2 separate regions of the Gossypium hirsutum genome follow, and region 2 is linked to region 1. The links are chromatin contacts, called in public Hi-C maps. All regions are on one chromosome and are shown on one strand. Each heading gives the region's core, a stretch centred on a gene start, on an enhancer-like site or on the middle of the called end of the contact. The rest is flanking DNA. Distances are from core to core; before and after follow the strand shown.

What was found. A called contact is a pair of places that touch in the nucleus more often than the background predicts.
Region 2: a contact with region 1 is called in a Hi-C map of leaf, with 2.8 times the contacts expected there. The contact joins the enhancer-like site here to the promoter of LOC121218408 in region 1. A contact is called at or near these places in 15 of 34 Hi-C or Micro-C datasets (callus, fibers, hypocotyl and 3 more).

What each region holds. Positions count from the first base shown.
Region 1 is chrD06:41,290,415-41,293,114 of Gossypium_hirsutum_v2.1, reverse strand. It overlaps LOC121218408, which reads left to right and starts at 1,354. Exons shown (of 3, transcript XM_041095582.1): 1 at 1,354-1,500; 2 at 1,621-1,792; 3 at 1,954-2,700. The coding sequence starts at 1,354.
Region 2 is chrD06:41,515,901-41,518,600 of Gossypium_hirsutum_v2.1, reverse strand. LOC121218541 (a long non-coding RNA gene) reads right to left here. Exons shown (of 2, transcript XR_005914922.1): 2 at 2,582-2,700. Among protein-coding and RNA genes, the nearest start is that of LOC121218541, 3.8 kb to the right of the region's middle. Within about 2 kb of position 1,345, at least 8 of the 9 cell types and tissues checked have an H3K27ac peak or open chromatin away from gene starts, as enhancers often do. A contact at or near this core is called in fibers and leaf, where this site is marked.

The DNA.
Region 1 (2,700 bases), core at 105-2,604:
TTGAAAGGTAATTATCGAATGATAATTGGAGTTGAGAATGCTTTCATTTGTGGTCACTGCCCGAACTTCTACTTCTTCAAATGCAGGATTAAAATTTTTTATCATTAAAACCTGCAGGAACCGTGAGCATTTTATCACCCAAATCTCTAACTTCTCAATCAAGAATTCCAGCAGAATTGTCATCAGCAGTATCGGTTTTCCCAGTGTTGGGTTGGATCGCCCCACCTATCAAATGGTCCTTCAAAGGCTCCTTTGGTCCAGGTGCACTGCTGGACCTAGAACTCTGCCCAATCGATAGCCCACTTGTTTTTTACTTGGGCCCTTGTTACGAGTATTGGACCTAGAAATATTCAAAATAGAAGTAGAATTTTTGTTAATTAAAGAACCCACTAACCTTTCCCGAGATCGAACTTCAGATTTCTTTCACCTTGATAATATCTTCCCAAAATCTACATTTACAATTTATTTCCCATTTTTCCATGGCCGAATATCTCTCTTTTTTCCCGAAATTACTCCTTAAAGAATCAACATTGAAAAATAAGGCATGAAATCTCGACCCCGAAAATTTCTCCCCTTCTCCATTCTTTCCAAGTTTGTTCTATTCACGTGAGTTACACTTGGATCTCCTTTCCACCAGCATCCAATGACTGAAATCATCGTTTTAGATCGTCAAGTCTGCATCTGGTCATGGGTTTTTGATTGTCAGAGTATATTCTTCTGATATGTTCCCTGTTGCTTGTATATGCGGATAACCATTCTTGGAGTGGCTATACTGTCCACACGAGAAGAAGAAAATCAATAAGCTTTTGTACTCAAATCATTAAAGATTTCCATTGATGAGGACTTGTGAGATAAGAGGTTTCTCCAGATTGATAAAAATAACCATTCGCACGTATCGACCCCTTATTTGGTTGTCTGTATTAAAATCCAATTTGGTAACCTTCCCCACCATTCCCCCAAGTTCCCTAATACCTCTTTTTTATAGAGATGGCTAGGCAACCCTAGGAGTCTAATCCAAGCCAGGACATTACTAGGATAGGGACTTGTTGAATTGAATCAATAGTACAAGGTTGAACCGTCAAGTATTGCCCGAAGATAATCCATGGTCCTTGTGATAAAACCTTCTCATAATCTTTAGAATTTTGGAATTTTGCTAAATGTTAAACAGTTAATAAGGTAGTTAGTTTGGTAGAAAGCCTGTTAAGCAGTTCATTAAGCAGGTGGTTCTCATGTGTAAATAAAACCTCAAGAATGTATTGATTAAGATTAGAGAATAAAGACTAAAGAATTCTTCTATATTTGTTACATGGTATCAGTTGCTTAGTCTTGGTACGTGCTTCTGTTGTTGCGATTATGGCACCATCAGCCGATTCTAATTTCGTTGATCCTATGAGTTCTGCGTTTTTCGGTCAATGTTTGGTTCAATCCTTCCCTCATCATGACATGATGAAGTTAGAGGGCAATAACTTTGTTCAATGGCAGCAACATATCAGACTGATAGTTGAGGGATATGAGCTGTAAAATTTTTTGGAAGGAATTTTGTCTGCTTCGTCTTAGTTTCTTGCGTCTTTAGAAGGTACGTTAGTTCCAAACCCAGAGGCAGTTATGTTCAATCAATAGGATAAGCTATTGACTTCTTGGCTCCTAAGCACGATTAGCTCATCACTTTTATCATGCTTTACCTCTGCTCAGTCTGCTTGTGATGGCTGGAACATTACAAATCGCCTTTTTGCTGCGTCAACCAGTGTGAAAATCTCTCGCATCAAACATGATCTTCATTCCCTAAAAAAAGGTGAGTTAATTATGACAGTATATATTTCAAGAATAGAGAATACCTGTGCTTTACTTGTAGACTTGGATCGGTGATATCAGATGCTGAAAATGTGGAAGTTGTTTTGGCTGGGCTCCTATCAGATTTTGATGTCCTACTAACATTGGCTTCTTTCTCACCAGAGCCCCTTCCTTTTAGCCGTTTGGTTAATGTACTCCTGGAATTTGGAAGCCGTCAGGTGCGGGCTGTGCGTGAGATTCCCATTCAAGCTAACCATGTTGTGGCATCTGATGTCACTGCAGTTGTTGATTCTGGTTCGGGCGAAGGTCGAACGACAGTGGGTCTACGAGGGCGTGGCTCCTGGTCGCGCATGCAGTGCCAGATTTACAATCGATTTGGCCACATAGTGCAACGATGCTTCTATCGTTTTAATCGGTCTTATGATGGTCCAAATACCTCCACCATGCTGAGGTTTTCACCGTCCGTGTATAATCGACAAGAAAAGGTTAGAGCGTCGCAAGCTAGGTTTTTTTGTGATAGAATGAAGTTGGTTTTGCAGGGGATTCAAATGGGCAGTGGTCTATTAGCCCGTCTGGGTGTTATGAAAGGCATAGGCCGCATTATGCAGGCCAATCTGCTGGGCAGTATCGTAGGTCAGATTCTCGTCAGAATTTTGGGCCGATTCATGGGCAACAGCATAGTTAGTTCTTTGGGCGGCAAACTGGGCACTATTTTGGGCCAACTAACAACCAGTATTTTAGGCCTGTTAATTGGAAACATAATGTGCATCAGTTTGGGTTGCATGCAGGTCAGCATATTGGGCCTCTTGATGAGCAGATTAATGGGCCGAATAATGTACCTATCAATGGGCTTAATACTAATTTTGTTGGTGGACAGTTTAATGGGCCTAATGCTAATTTTGTTGATGT
Region 2 (2,700 bases), core at 96-2,595, 230 kb before region 1:
TAATAATAAAAATATTAATTCATAATACTAATAGCAATAGTCATATCACTATCATAATACCAAAATAAATAAATAAATAAAAATATGTAATAACCACCTAAAAAATGCATAAAAAAAGAATATAAACATCATAAATTTTAAGTGCTAAAAAAAAGTAAGTAAAGGGGTGAAATTAAATAAATGAATGATTAAATGGAAATTTAAATGAAATTTAAAGTATGAATTATATAAATAAATAAAGCAAAAAAAAGGACTAAAATAGAACATACGAAAAGGAACAAGAACCAAATGGGTAGTTATCCCACCCATATTACACGTGTCCTTCCCTCGGAGGGTCAATAGTGGGTCAAGGGACTAAATTGCACAAGAGTAAAATAAAAGGGAAAAAATAGAAATTAAATAATGAATTGTAGGATGAAATTGTAAAATAACAAAAAAGATGGAGGGTCAAATAAGCAATTAGACCCTCCCCTTGAAAACGTACGGATCCTAAGGGAATTTGGTTTGGGTCATTGGGTTGTGTTTAAAACGATGTCATTTTGGGGCCTCTAGAGCCTAGCCAAAACGACATTGCATCCTGGTCCTTATATATACCAAAAAGTTCTAAAAAAAAAATCATTTCTAAACTTATTCTTTTAAAAAAAAACTTTAGGCCCCTTTTTTTCTCTCATCCCTTCCATATCCGGCCCTGGTGTTGGCGAGTCTCAACTGTGGCCATCGATCATCGACAACAGAGACTGCTGCCTCTGATGGCCGAAGATCGCAAAAAAAAGCCTTTTGTCCCTATCTTTTGGGGAATTCGAATTTGGGGTCAAAATCCCTAGCTCCGGTCAAAGTTCAACAACAAAAAAATGGCCCTTTCGGTTTCTAGTCGTCCTCTGACGCGGCCTTAGGCGAACCCCCAAGGGTTTTGCAGCCTTCTAAGCCATAGAAGACTCCGACGACAGTAATAGAGGTAAAAACAAACCTTTCGTATTCTTTTATATATATATGCAATATTCGAAAAAATAAAAAAAGAAAAATACCTTTAAAAAAAACTATTATAGTTTCTTTCTGTATTTCTCTTTCGATTGTCTGTAAAAAGATGCATTTGTTGTTATGGCTTTTATAGCCGAACATATTACAGGATATTCATTTTTATTTTTCCTTTTTTTATTGTTGTTTCTGTTACTGTTTCTGTCTCTTTCTTCTTGCAAGTCGTTATGGTGGTCAACGACAATAGGGAGTCGCACCCTTGCCATTTCAGTGAAATGATGGCAATGGAGGCAATCCTCAGGCAATGTATTCACTGACATGGCCAGAAACAGCGGCGCATAGGGGATCTAGAGTTTTTTGATTAGTTTAGGTTTTTTGGGCTTGGACTTAGGTGTCTTGGGTATTTAGGATTTTGTAAATGGACTTTTGTTAATGGACTCTATTATTTCTATTTATTTATTTTTGTCTGGACCAGATAAAATTGGGTCATTATAACATCTATTAAATAATGAAATATCTAGTTTGAAATTAATATGAAACATATATATTAAGTTGAACAACTAAAAAAGTCATTATGCAATTGAGAGTATGAAATAGTAATAGTCTGCTGCCCTAGCACGCATTGTCTGCCGCCTCTGGCATGAGTTATTAGGTTTTTTGGTTGTTTTCGTTCTGGTGTTTTATTTGTTTCAAATCTTGATGATCGTCAATTTCTGAATATTCCCTCTCTGTTCTCTTGAAGGCGGGCGAGTTCCATCGTTTTTGTACAGATCCTGCAAGTATGGAGACCGGATTAGCAAATCTTTCGATTAATGAAGAAGAAGAAATTTTGATTGTCCAGGAAGAACCATCTACACAAAAAGAAGGAATAGATTATTAGCTTGTGGGTTGCTTTGGGGGAGGATCATCTATTGGTTATGGGAAGGAAAGATTAAGATCCTTTCAAGGAAAAGTAGCTATAGAGTATGACGTGGAAGATGAAACTTTTATTGGGGATGAGGGGAAAAACGGAACAGGGTTGAGATGGAGGACACTACCTTTTTATCATCGGCGACTGCCAAAAGGTCAGCCGACCGGAAGCAATGAAAATCTTAAGTTGGAACGTCCGTGGTTTGGGGAGACAACGGACGGTTAAAAGACTTCGGTATTTACTGAAGATAAATAATCCCCAAATAGTCTTTTTCATGGAGACAAAATTAAGTATAAAATAGTTAGAAATTGTTCGTAGAAGATGTGGTTTCTTACACGGGATTGAAGTTGCAGCTGAGGGTACGAGAGGAGGTTTATGTTTAACATGGAGAACTGACACGGATTTAATACTACGTAGTTTTTCTAAAAGACACATTGATGTGTTAGTTGAAGATAAAGAAAAAGGAGTTAAATGGAGATTTACAGGCTTTTATGGTTCTTCATATGCACAGGACAGAAACGATTCATGTGAAGTTTTGAAGAAATTAGCAGTGGGTGAGGCAATTCCATGGTTGGTGTGTGGCGATTTTAACAAAATCATGTATGGATTCGAGAAGAAATGAGGACTACCTAGAGATGAAAGAAGGATGGAGTTATTCAGGAAAATGCTTGAAGATTGTCACCTATATGATGTGGGTTTTGTGGGCCGCTGGTTCACTTGGGAGAGGGGTAATTTACCAGAGACAAATATTCAAGAACGTCTCGACAGAAGAGTGGCTAACACAGAGTGGATTATGCTGTTTCCTAATGTGAAAG